Regions from separate parts of the Mus musculus genome. Here regions 1 and 3 are each linked to region 2. Evidence: chromatin contacts called from public promoter capture Hi-C data. All regions are on one chromosome and are shown on one strand. Each heading gives the region's core, a stretch centred on a gene start, on an enhancer-like site or on the middle of the called end of the contact. The rest is flanking DNA. Distances are from core to core; before and after follow the strand shown. Region 1 holds the start of Dnajc10 (DnaJ heat shock protein family (Hsp40) member C10). Region 2 holds the start of Itga4 (integrin alpha 4). Region 3 holds the start of Frzb (frizzled-related protein).

Evidence for each region. Promoter capture Hi-C pulls out the DNA fragments that hold promoters and counts their contacts.
Region 1: a promoter capture Hi-C map of pre-B cells shows a contact between it and region 2, with 2.5 times the contacts expected there. The contact joins the promoter of Dnajc10 here to the promoter of Itga4 in region 2. A contact is called at or near these places in 2 of 39 promoter capture datasets (cranial neural crest and pre-B cells) and 1 of 484 Hi-C or Micro-C datasets (B cells).
Region 3: a contact with region 2 is called in a promoter capture Hi-C map of cranial neural crest. The contact joins the promoter of Frzb here to the promoter of Itga4 in region 2. A contact is called at or near these places in 4 of 39 promoter capture datasets (cranial neural crest, frontonasal cranial neural crest and liver).

What each region holds. Positions count from the first base shown.
Region 1 is chr2:80,313,911-80,318,374 of GRCm38.p6, reverse strand. Dnajc10 (DnaJ heat shock protein family (Hsp40) member C10) reads right to left here and starts at 2,909. Exons shown (of 23, transcript NM_024181.2): 1 at 2,570-2,909; 2 at 776-1,126. The coding sequence starts at 979.
Region 2 is chr2:79,253,415-79,257,847 of GRCm38.p6, reverse strand. It overlaps Itga4 (integrin alpha 4), which reads right to left and starts at 2,422. Exons shown (of 28, transcript NM_010576.4): 1 at 1,992-2,422; 2 at 1,549-1,670. The coding sequence starts at 2,188.
Region 3 is chr2:80,444,720-80,449,312 of GRCm38.p6, reverse strand. Frzb (frizzled-related protein) reads left to right here and starts at 1,917. Exons shown (of 6, transcript NM_011356.4): 1 at 1,917-2,950. The coding sequence starts at 2,473.

The sequences.
Region 1 (4,464 bases), core at 1,660-4,159, 1.1 Mb before region 2:
AAGATAATTAACTAAGAGTTTATAATGTAGTTATTATGTAATTGAACAAAATAATTTCATTTATAAATTTCTACTTCAGAAATTATCTCCATCATGTCCTCTCATATGATAAGCTAAAAATTAATGAAAAAAAAAACTTTAAATTTTAAAAAACCATAACATTCAAAATCAATCTGTTTTTAAAGATTCTTGGGTAGACAATCAAATAGTTACAACTGGAAATCCCTTTGGAGCTGTCAAGGTTTCATTTATAAGTTTTTAAGTCGGAAGCTGGAGCCGGGCATGGAACAAGAGAGAAAGTTAGAGCACGCTGTGACTAGTGACTGCTGTCACATCTGCAGGACACTTGAATTCTGAGGGCAGATTTGTCTCTATGGGTTCATCACCCACTTGAGTGTGAACACCACTTCACAGACAAGACTTGGGGGTTAGTGTCTCTACTTCTGCTGTAAATCAGTTTACAGAGAAGAGGTAACTATGTATCTGATGCCAACAAAATCATTGTACTTGGCTTCTCCTGGTTTTACTTTAACAGATGAACTGGGTTTCAGGTGGTGGGGATCGAACCCCTGAGTCGTGTGCCTGCTGTGTAAGGGCGCTACTTCTGAATTACATCTACAGTTCCCAAATTACAATTTCCGACAGTATGCTTAAGCATTTCACTGATTTAAAAAGAGTGAAAACCCGCTTTTCCCAGAGGGTTGTACTTTTTTACATAACCGTTTAAGCACATCAGTATAAATATCCCGATATTTAAAAGAGAAAGTTTGCCTACCGGGTTTTTATCAGGATGTAACTTCAGTGCTAATTTCTTAAAGGCTTGTCTTATTTCTCTACTGCTTGCAGTTTTCGACACTCCAAGTAAACTGTAAAAATTCTGATCTGTGCCCACCACAACGACCACGTACAGTATCAGAAGACAGAGACTGATCCTCTTCAAGTCTCTGATAAAGTCATCTTTGTTTAACCAGACTCCCATTCTCTTTCTTATGAAAGTTCTGACTTATGTGAACATTAAGATACAATGCTGGGTCCGGTGGTTAAAATAGACACACGTGAGAATCTCTGTCCACATAACTTCAAGGGTCAATCAAGCATCTCGGGAACACAGCTCAGAAATGTTAACCTAAAGAGAGCAAACCAGGCAGTTAAAATACTTTTCAGACTTAACATTTATAGCATGATTTGTCAAGCGACACAGCCAGTAATACAGTTTCCACACTGAAGGTCACATCCCTGTGAATAGCTTTGAACCCCTATTCTCCAGGACCCTCCCTTGCCCCTGTATTCAGGTAGGCATGTTTGTAAAATCACTGATAGCAGGAAAAAGGTAATGAGTAGTAGTAGCTAGCTAGCTTTCAAGAAAAACACAGGCACACATATGCGAGAGAAAGAGAGAGAGAGAGAGAGAGAGAGAGAGAGAGAGAGAGATGGGGGAGGGAGGGAGGGACAGAGACAGAGATACTGAGAGAGACAGGGACAGAGACACAAAGGCTCTGGTCAATATGATGCTACCAGGATAAGACTCAGCAGTATTTCTTTTCTCTCCCAGCACGCTGCCCTTTCTAATACCTCCTCCCTTTCAGCTCCTTCCACGCCTGGAAAGCTTATCAAGTTCCTTTTTTAAATCTAATCTCATTTGTAGAGAATGCCTTCGAGGGAAAAACAAGGAAGCATGAAGCTTTTCCAAGAGGGTTGTACTTTTTTACATAACCGTTTAAGAACATCAGTATAAAAATAGATAACTTAAAAAAGCAGGCCACACAAGTTCTCTAAAGTGTTAGCACCAAGAGAAGATATTTTATAATAATTGCAAATCAATGCAATTTCACTGTAAAGCTCCTGTCTGGAGTAAAAACTAGGAAAACAAAGAGCACCAGGCATTGCTTGAGGGTAAAACCCTAACATTTAACCTTACAGCTAAACTAGTCCTCTTTAATATCTTCAAATGCTTTGGGGGAAAAAAAAAAGATCTAACTTCCCTAACCTCCTCAGTTTCAGCTCTCTTCCCTTAAGTCCGGATATGTTTCTAAGTATTTCTCCTTACCTGGGAACAGGCCTCACCTCACGTCTAACTCCCTTTTTTCACCCGCCTCCCCTAATAGCCCTTTGTAAAATATACTGACAGTAAAACAGAAATACCCAGACTGACAACCATCAGGAAGGAAAACAAATGAAGAACAAATCTCAACAAAGGCGACTTTGGGATAAGGTGTCCCTCGGCTTAGGGTGGGTTCAGGCAAAGCCTGGGAATAACTGAACAGCCTGGGGCCAGTGAGGCTGCAGGTAAACGCAGTGTTAATGAGGGATGCTGCCACCGCTCCAGAGCGGGATCGGGGAGAGGCGAAAGACAGAGGGTACGGGGCTGGCAAGGGTGCGCCTTGAGGTCCCAGGTCGGACCAGGGAGAGAGACCCCGAGTTAGAAAGTGCGAGCAGAAGGGGGCTCGCAGAGGTGGGGTGGAGGGGGCCGTGAAAACCCGGCGCAATGGGGGCACCGAGGCGGTGGGATGGGTCTGGCGTCCTCCCTCCCTGATGCCCCCGCAGTGCGTGGAGCCCGGCCCGCGCCCACCTCGGCGTCCTCAGCTACTGCCCCATCCTCAGGTCGCCGAGCTCCGGACCCGGCAGGACCGGACGCTGCCTGCGAACGCGCGCAGCAGCAATTCTGCCGCTCCCGTCGCGCCGGCGGGGCGGGGCCTGGCGCGGGGCATTGTGGGAAAGGCGTGGGCGAAGGCCGACGGGTGGCCAGCAGGGAGGGACGGGTGGGACCGCCGAGGCTGACGTGGCCTTCTGTGTGGCTGCGGCGGTGGCTGCGGGTCCCGCTCCTAGCCAGAGATAGGGAAGCATCCCGCAGCGCGGCCCACAGGCATCTTGCGGCCGTAGTCAACCGCTGGCGGAAGGAAGGGTGTGAAGCCCGCCTTTTCCGGTCCCGTTGCCAGGGCGACGGGAAAACCCGGGTGGAGAGATCCGGCTCTCTGGAGGTTTGGTTAAAGGGTGGGTATCCTTGAAAGGGCAGATTTGGCAGAAAGTGGAGAACTTGTCTGAATTGACCCCGTTGCCAGGGACCGGACAGAATAATTAAAGTTTTCTAGAAATAAAATTGTTTACAACTTTTATGTATCAACAAATATGAAGCGTTCTACAGGATTTCTGGATTTGTGAATCTGCCTTCTGATCCTCTCCTTTACTGGATTTGTTACAGAAACTGCAGTGTTTGAGTCATGACACTTTGACCGTTGAAGTAGACACATTAAAGTCCCTGAAAGAGGAAGTGATGGAAGCTGGTGGTAGTGATTTGAAATAAGTAGAAATTGATAGTGAGTCTTTGGGTAGTTAACCAGATGTCAGTTAATAATTTTATGGCTGTAGGACCTGTTGCTAAACCAACATATTGTAGGAAAGAAGCGGAAGTATAACGAACAAAGGCAGAAATATCAGAAAGAGCCTGAAGTAGCAGCTGTTAACCTGTACCAGGAACTGGCCGAAGTACACACGCGTTAACTCAGCCCTAAAATATTCTCGGGAGATACAGCTGATTATCATACACATGTCAAAATGGAAAATAAATGGGTAACTAAAAATTGAGGAAAATAAGATTAACACTTAAACAACCTAGTTCATTATGCCACGGTGATCCAAAACTCCTTAGAAAAAAATCTAAAAGCAAAACAGAGAACTGAAGAATCAAGTGGAAACTAATAGGTTTTTGTTACCATAGTGAATACATTTCAACTTATATTTTTAGATGGTAAGGAAGCTTCTTAAAGCTTTATTGTAAAGGACTGGAGTTGCATCTTACATAGTTTGCAACTCCTGAAGGGAGGATTCAAAGGAGATGCTTAGGAAAGGAAAAGCAGAGAAAACACAGACACACAGGCAGCATGCCACAAGTAATTTAAAGCAGTGTGTAAAACATTTTCTCTTCTCTGGGATATGTACTGGTGGGTAACAAGAGCAAAGACTTTCTGCTCCTAATAAATTGGATGATAGAGGGACACATTAGCCTGTTAGTTATTCAAATATATCTGTAATTAGGAAGGAAAAAATATGAAACACAGATCACAGTAAGACCAAAAGGTAGAAACGACCATCCAACAGCTTTCAGCTCATTTTAAGAGGTTTTATGGCTCAGTGGTTAAGATTACTGGCTGCTCTTCCAGAAGACAGAGTTCAATTCCCAACACCCACATGGCAGCCCACAACTATCTGTAACAGCAGTTCCAGAGGCTCTGGCACTCTTGCACAGACATGTAGGCAGAACACCAATGTGCATAAAAATAAACAAATCTTTAAAAATAAACTTAAAAGTCCTCCCCCTTTTCAATGGGAAGCTGAAGAAGAGTTTTAAGTGATGAAATGTTTTATGTAAGGATGACTTTGCTTAATTTGAAATGATCTTAAAGTTACAAGGAATTAAATGTTGTAGTACAAAAAAATTGTTTTTCTCAAAAGTTTGGGAGTAAGTTG
Region 2 (4,433 bases), core at 1,173-3,672:
TTCTGAATGCACAAGTCTGTGAGTCTTCTATGAGCCCAGGTCTGCCCCTTGGAAGAGGGGATGCCTAATGATGCTCAGAGGCCCATCCCTCTTTTATAAAGAATCAAGTTTCATAGTAGGGTTTTTTTTTCTAAGTAAAATTTGTTTTGTTGTTCTCTCCCCTTCCCCTTTGTCTTCCCTCCCCTCCCCCTCTTCCTCCTTCTCCTCCTTCGCCTCTCCCTGTGCTTTCCTACTCCCAGAATCCTTTGTACTTTAGTGTCAGCCGTAGCTTAATCCAGTGTACACATAACTCCTTCATTCTTATGGGTGCTGGGGTAAAAGTGCAAAGAAAAGAAACAGAAAAAAAACAAAACAAAAACAAAAAACAAGCAAACAAACAACGACGATGAATAGAAAAGGTTTATGACAAAGTCAGGTATTCTCAAGTAGACCTTCCACTTACAGATAAATATAAAAAGTAGCAATTCTCACCCTTAGCTCATCATCATCGATAATGGATCATATCTCCAGACAGTACACCAAAACCCTTCATTTAGTTTTTATCCTCACTGAAGATGTATACCTGAAGTGATAACCCTGAGTCTAGGTAAGTACTTTTGAAGAAGGAACCTGCAGCTCTCTGTGTGGGAGCCCTGAGGAAGCAGAAGCAGTACAAGCATACACTAGAGCTGCTGTGAGGGGAAAACATTGAGCAATATACACAGCCATGCTTAACAGTACTGAGAGCAAGATAGATCTAAATTAATATTAGTTCCCCTTTCTTTCCCCATGTGTCTGTGCGCAGCAACTTTGCTTTTGACTTTGAAACATGAAACTTGTCTCCTCTGCCGTCAGCGCACATTTCTCAAGTTGCTGAAAACCTAAATAAAGACAGAAACGAGGGCTGAAAGACAGACCTGCTTTACAGGAGAATTTGAGGGGAGGAAAATTAGTAATTATATGTCAGACCTCCTATATTTATGATTTTAACAAAAGGCATGCTGTTTTTTTCTTCCCATTCTTTTATGGTAGGTAGTGTCATTTTTAAAGGAAGGGGAAGAAAAATCCCTGGGCTACATGGTGGGATATAGGCTAAATGGTGAGATATAGGCTACATGGTGGGATATAAGCTACATGGTGGGATATAAGCTACATGGTGGGATATAGGCTACATGGTGGGATATAGGCTCAATCAAAGTTTCTATTCCTGATGTGCAGCTCACGCTAGAACAAAGTTGAGAAGTTGGGTCCTCAGCCAGAGAGGGGTTTTAAGGCTTTGAAACAGATTTTACACATGGAAGAGTTCTAGGACTGGTAGAAGGTAGCTTGCCAGAAGCCACCCTATGAGACTTCCCCTGAAAGAGGTTTGGAAGATACTGAGATCACATACAGTTGCAAGCAAAGGAGAGGAAAATACTCTCAGGAGCAAGCTGGCATGGGGTTAAAATTGAAAAGCTTGTACTTTAATCCAGAAGAGACCAGCATCATAGTGTCTTCCAGGACTTGCCCAACAGTGGACCCACGAAGGGGAGAAAGTTCATTATGTCTTGTTTTGGGGACCCAACTCACCCAGCTGGAGCTGTTCGCAGGTCTGGTTTGGATTCTTTCTGATCCCGCATCTGTAAATCGCCCCAGGATTGACCACTGAGGCATTAGAGAGCCAGCTGGCAGTGGGAGCCCCCACGATGAGCCTAAAGCAAGAACCATGCAAGTTCGCTCAGACGTGAACCAGTCTGCCCACCCACTCTGCCCCGTGTTGGCTTGTGACAGCTGTGCAGTGGTCAGCAAGGGAAGTGGCACCCACCTCCTCTTCCCATGACTGGAGACCCAGGACTCAGGAGCACCCTGGGGGCTGCCATCCCAAGATAAGTTAGTTCCAAGGCTCTCCAGTGAGGCAGCTGGCTGAAGCCAGGTCTTTCTCTGACCTCCCAGGAGGGCGGAAAGTTTGATTCATACAAGGAATCCCAGAGGCGGAGGCGCTGTGACATGCCTCTTGGGGAGGGCGCACTCACCAGCGCTTCGACCCGTGGCTGTGCAGCACCACCGAGTAGCCAAACAGCGTGCCGGAGGGGCCCTGGTACAGCAGTGCATTCTCCGGGTCCAGGTTGTAGGAGTGCCCGGTTGGCACCCCGAAGTACAACAACAGCATCACCGCTTCCCGGAGGGCGATCCCTCGGGACCTCGGTCTGCACCTCGCTTCCGCAGCCATGCGCTCTTGGTGGAGAACATTCAACACAAAACGGCCACTGACCAGAGTTGCACAGGATGCGACGGTTGGCCAAAGAGAAGAGCGCCCCAAGAGATGAAGTGCAGCAGCGTGTCCGGTGCTGGCAGGCGACAGGGGCGGAGAGAGGGACGCCAGAAGAGGAGGGGAATTGGTGGCCACAGGCGGAGCGATCGTAGTGGCCAGGGATGCTTCAGGCTCTGGCCCACGCCCCGTTTCTGTGGCCCCGGAGCCAGGGGCCGGGTGCTCCTAGGATCTGGGTGGGGTCCTGGGTGTGGTGCAGTGGCTCACAGCCTGGCCTCCCTCTCCCCAACCCGATCCCCATCCCCGCCCCGCAGCAGCTGTAGGGGGCGCTAGGGGACCTAGGTTGCATGGACTCACACCCTGGCAGACATCACACACAGTGGCTCTGGCTTCTGGGGCCCAGCAAAAATAACCCTTGGGGGAACACAAAACAGATCAGGGGATTCCCTTTTGAAAGTTGGCTAAGGCTTGATGCCTTGCGGGACTTCACCAAGTGACTGGCCTCCAGGGCCAGTCCCAGTGGCCAATAATTTGGGAACTAAGACTGTGGAGAACCTTCCAGAACTTCCTCTGTCACTTATGTGCTGTGTAGCATACAGAAATTACACAGTTTGCAAGAAGCCAAAACTGCTGCCCCCCCCCCCTCCCGCCCCAGCCCTATTGGAGCATTTGGTGACAAAAGTATATGGCTAGTCTCTTCAAAACTCCCAGGCCTGCAGCCTTTTATGCAGGCTTCCTTCCTCTCTATACACTTCCTCTTAAATAGAGTCTATACGCATGAGCAAGCCAGGCAATAGCCTAACACAGAAAACCCAGGCAAGCTAAGGAAATTCTGTGACTTGCCTCACTTAGCAGACTCCACCCCTTGCTCACTTCTTCATAACTAGTCCCCATGTACACACTCAGTTACCCCAGGACATACCTACCACCAGATGTGTAGACACAGCCTAAGACAAGGTCATAACAGGCTTCTAAAAAGCCACCAGAGATCAGAGTCACAGCACACCTAAGCCAGGAGATGGGCCTCTGCTGAACATACTCCTTGTGTGCTGCTTTTCTTTTTTTTTTTAATTTTATTTTATTTTTAATTTATGTCTTACACTCCATATTCCATTCCCTGCTTTTCACGCTGGAGCAGGAGGCAAGTGCTGGTGAGTGTTAGCAGGTGAGATGCTGGCCCTCTTACCTTTGTTGCAAAAAAAAGACAAATGACAAGAAAGAAAGAAAGAAAGAAAGAAAGAAAGAAAGAAAGAAAGAAAGAAAGAAAGAAAGAAAGAAAGAAAAAGAGAGAGGGAGGGAGGGAGAGAAAGAAAGAAAGGAAGAAAGAGAGAGAGAGAGAGAGAGAGAGAGAGAGAGAGAGAGAGAGAGAGAAAGGAAGGAAGAAAGGAAGAAAGAAAGAAAGAAAGAAAGAAAGAAAGAAAGTCCGTGTCTGCCAGTTACACCAACAGAATCACAGGCCCGCAGCTGTCGCTGTTCACTGAGTCAGATCATCTCATGCAGTGGGCAGCCCCCAGTCCTCGAAACACCACAACAAATCAGCAGGATGCCTGGAGGAGCACCCAGCAACATTTTTGGCCTGATAGTAGAAAAGAAAAGTTCCCTACTCCATAAAGTTTAATTGTTTGGGAACACTTGAAGAGAGCTGGAAGGCAAGGATCGCTGAGTTGGGCTCCACACACTCTGAGAAGAGGCACGAGGGAGGAGCCGGTCAGCCTGGTTGAGGGACTGAAAAATAAAATAGCACGTGCCTCCTGAGCCCCACAGGCAGGGAAGGGATGGTGAAACTCTGGTTGGCACTGATAGCTGTACAGTGGCTAATGGGCAGGTCCTCATTTCTATCATTCAGATTACAATTTGCTACTTTTCCAGAAGTATTATTCAACAAGCCAAGACAACCCTCCTTCCTTCCCTTAGGACTTGAAAACAGCCCTGCTGCTAAAAATCCCCTCCCATTGGGGAGATAGAAACAATGTCTACCCCTTGTGCTAACGTCCCATTGGCAAACCCAGGCATGACTCTGAAATTCCTTTCCTCTGGGGAACTGTCTTAGTTAGGGTTCCTATTGCTGTGACAAAGCACCATGATCAAAAGCAACCTGGGGGAGGAAAGGATTTATTTGCCTTAGATATCCTGAATCATACTTCATAAGGGGAAACCAAAACAGGAACTCAAACTGGGCAGGAACTTGGAGGCAGGAGCTGATGGA
Region 3 (4,593 bases), core at 668-3,167, 1.2 Mb before region 2:
CAGATCTCTGTGAGTTTCAGGCTACCTGGGTCTATATACTGAGTTCCAGGACAGCCAGGGCTATATAGTGAGATGCTATTTCAAAAACAAAAAGAAAAACAAAACTAAGCAAAACAACAGAGAGGGGGAAGTTGGGAGGTTGGTGGAAGGGGAGAGCTTGTGAGAGGATTTGGTGGTAAGTGGGTATCTATCTCTGAAGCAAAGTTCATTCATACCTGTGGCAATGCGACCATCAAACACTCTACTCCTTTCTTCCTAAAAAATGTGAGATGAACACAAAATATGTTTAACAACCTCTTGAGTTCATCGTTCACCTTCGAATTTTTTACAGATCCCTATTTCTTTTACCTAATAAAGCTTCTAAATATTCTTTTAGTGACTGTTTATAAATCTCCCTTTCAGTATTTGTGTTTGTGTGTTTGTGTGCATGTGTGTGTGTGTGCTTTGCCATTTTTCATTGAATTAATTTATATAATGTTTGGCTTTCTTTTCTTATATGACACCAAATAATTGTACATCAGCCAGAGTTTATTTATTAATTAAATGGCTCCCTAGCCACCATCTGTTGTTGATTTCCTATGAAGTAGACACACTTCCTTCCGAAAACATTGAAGTCACAAACCGCTGGTAATGATCATTTTAGAGATAAAAATTCCATAAACTCAAGTCAGCCACTGACATTCCCTAAGTGCCATTGAGCCAGCGCAGGGGATTAAAGCCGTATCCTACTGTGTGCTCTGGGAAGTAGAGACAGACTTTATCTGCCTAGTATTGACAGCAGGGGGGTGGGCGGTGCGGAAGGCTGGGTAAATCAGGGCTGCTCTAGTGACGTCCGGCTTTGTTGTAGGTTTTGCCTCTGTGCTCCCGCTGTCTTCTGACACTGCAATCCCTCTGCTCAATGGTTTTCCTCTGAAGGGGCTCAGTGGTTGGGCCTCGGCAGGACTTCCCACGTACAATGCTCTTAAAGCCAGGGGGCAGCCGGGGTGGAAACAGGAGACTTCTGGGAGGCGTAGCCTGGGAGGGATCTGTTTTCTATTTTCTCCTCTGTATTGAACTCATCTGGATGGGAACCGTTCTCCTGTTTACTATTATCATTACCTGTGTGGGGTATTTTGCTTGCACGTTTATTTCCCCTGTTAGAAGAAACCGCCCGTGGGAAGAGTTAGATAATAAATGCAATTTTCAGTAAGAACACTCTGGGGGTGGGGGGCGGAATCCAAGTGCTTTAAAGTGGGCTCCACGCTTCGGTTTTAAAAAAGAAAAACTCAAAAGTTCGAATTCTACAGGGCAAAGAAAAACCCGGAAGGAAGCAGGGAGGGAGGGAGGAAGGGAAGGAAAGAAAAAAAAAGAAGGAGGGAAGGGAGGAATCACACCATTTCCACGTTTCTGTGGGTCTATTTGTTCTCTTGCGATTTCTTTCCCTTTGTGAGGGTCAATTTCTCCACGGTTATTCCAATCACAGACCCCCCGAAGTCATTAGTCCTGCCATTGCTCTTAGGAGGCTGCTATCTCTGCGACATGACATTTAAAGTGACTTTGCTCGCGCCTTCCTGTCTGACTTTCTGCAGGCGGAGGTGCGCTCGGGTTTGCTGTGAGGAAAGAGCTGCGGGCAACGAGGGACGGTGTGGGCTCGCGGGGCGGGATACAGGGGTGCGCATCTCTGTGGTGCGTTGAGACCGTTTCTCCCGTGGGGACCAAGGGTTCGTCTATGGATCCAGAGCCGGGGGTGGAGTGGGGAAAGGTGTGCGGCTCCTGTCGGGAGCTGCCTGGGGCTACAGCATCACAGATAGACAGGGTCTCACACTCCAGTCCCCTGAAAACTCAAAGCCTTCTCGGAAGGAGGAGCCGGAGGGCAGGGGACCGCGGGGCGGAGCTCTTGTCGGCCGAGGTGGGAAGGCGCAGCTGCGAGCCAAGGCGCTGACCTCCTCTGAGCTCCTCTGGCCGCTCGCAGGATCTTCCCGACCCTGCAGGACTTGGCAAACTCCCACCTCCGCTCCCATTAGTCCTCCCACCCCCACCAAATCTCCTCCCTCGGAGGTCCCCTATCCATCTCACTTTGCAGAATTTATCGCTTCTTCCAACACCTTTTTGCAACACCCCAGAACTCCGAGTCCCTTAACTGAATTTGACTTTTGTTTTTATTTCTCTCTGGCTTCCTCTTCTGCCCCCTCATCTGATTGATGTGCTAAGGCTGATGTCTCTGCCAGAGCGAGAGGAATAAATAGATGCTGCCTCGCCTAGAGGCTTAGACGCTTGGGAAGAGCAGCCGGCGCAGCGAGGCACCGGGCTCCGCCAAGCTAGTGGACCGGACCTGGGAGCACTTGGATCCAAGAGAACTGTGATTGTCCCAGGGGTGGGGGCAGCTCCCCAGGTCGTTGGGATCACCCCTCGGAACCGCAGGGGGAGACTTCGGAACGAAAGTGTCTCCCGCGTCCGTCGCTCGGCTGCGCCCTGCCCCATCCTGCTGGGACCATGGTCTGCTGCGGCCCGGGACGGATGCTGCTAGGATGGGCCGGGTTGCTAGTCCTGGCTGCTCTCTGCCTGCTCCAGGTGCCCGGAGCTCAGGCTGCAGCCTGTGAGCCTGTCCGCATCCCGCTGTGCAAGTCCCTTCCCTGGAACATGACCAAGATGCCCAACCACCTGCACCACAGCACCCAGGCTAACGCCATCCTGGCCATGGAACAGTTCGAAGGGCTGCTGGGCACCCACTGCAGCCCGGATCTTCTCTTCTTCCTCTGTGCAATGTACGCACCCATTTGCACCATCGACTTCCAGCACGAGCCCATCAAGCCCTGCAAGTCTGTGTGTGAGCGCGCCCGACAGGGCTGCGAGCCCATTCTCATCAAGTACCGCCACTCGTGGCCGGAAAGCTTGGCCTGCGACGAGCTGCCGGTGTACGACCGCGGCGTGTGCATCTCTCCTGAGGCCATCGTCACCGCGGACGGAGCGGGTGAGTCCTGAACTTTGCCCGACCTCTGAGAAGTTAGTTATTTGTCTTTATCGGCTAGCTTGCTTTCTGCGCTGAGCCCTTACCTTTCCCCTTAAGCACACTCCTCTACTGAATCCTATTCTTTTACTTAAAAGCAAAACAAAACAAAACAAAATTCACTTTTATCATTCTCCCAGACAAACGCAGTCTCTTCCAACAAGTGATCTGAGCGATCCATCCGTTCCCTACACTTCACACCCAACCTCCAAAGCGCCCCTTCCCTTCCCACTCTTTGCGTGTGGGGCTTAGCTGCTTTACTCTTAACGACATTGGAGTTTCTTCTGTTTCTTGGTGCATTCTTTTGCAATCTCGATCGTTAGTGTTTTCACGGCTTACAATTGTATGGAGACATCAGAAAAACAAAAAACCCTATTTTCTTCTAATCATGAAAAGTGCTAATTTAGTCTAAATAAACTGCTAATACAGAAATCTCTTAGTGACATGTGCCTGCTCAGAGCTCAATTTCGTCGGTTGCCATCGCCTTTCAACAGATTTCCCCTTCTCTTGACAAAATAGATGGTGATTCCAATCCAGAATGAAACAGCTATGGGACATTATTGCTATGCCCTGCTAATTAACTTCGGTTGCTCACTTCAGTCAGATAGCTGGGGAACCGAAAATAGCAGGCCCTTTTCACATGCCCACGTGCCTTCAAGTAATTTTGTATATAGCATATGGGTGAGTGGAGTTATATTTGGGCCATGTCATCTTCATAGCCTTATATAACTTTGCTTTCAATCTTGCCGGTTATTCCACCCATACTGTGTGTGTATACATGACCCACACGTTCACCCCCTTTTCCACTACCGAACTGTATTTTAGCTCTACGTTTAATGGGTTTAATCACAGCTGTTTTCTCACCGATGTTTGGTCTAATTGTGACATTCATAACTTCAAGACCACCCTTACCCCCTGACCCCCAACTCAATCCAGTTCAAAGTGGAATATTTTCAGTAAACTCATCATTTCCCTACTAGGTAACCCAAGACTTGGATTTTATCCTTCATGTTCTTTAAAGAGAACGCTTGAACAAACAAACCATCCATCATCTTTCAGTCTCTCCCAGGATCAACTGCTGTTAAGTGTGCTTCACTTGGTTGGTCCATCTCTGTTCATTTCGTTCTGTTTCTCAGTTGGCTCAAACTAGGCTCATGTCCTCAGTCCATAGTTAATTAATCAACAGGGCCGATTCAGAAAAATTATGCTCATTAACTAAGAGAGGGTAAAAGGAAAGGCAGGAATAGTTGAAAACCAAGACTGAACAGAAAGATCTCACATCTTTCTCATGGTCAATTTCCTTAGCAAATCACCACGAATATAGGTACTGTCTTCTTAATATCAATGATGAATCAAAAGCTAGTTTTATAAGACAATCTGAAATAAATACATTCTTTTCACTATTGGGTCAAAGGGAACTCTGAGATCTTGTACTAACTAACATCCCAGGCCCTGCAGACATTGCTGTTACAGCTCAATGCAGTTGCTAGCCTGGCTTGACAGACGCTGTTAAAGTCAGCCAAATGCTAGCACGCCTCTCTGGCCAAGCACTAGGAGTAATTCATTTCACACTGAAACGCATACTTCCCTTAGAAGACAAACTGCTC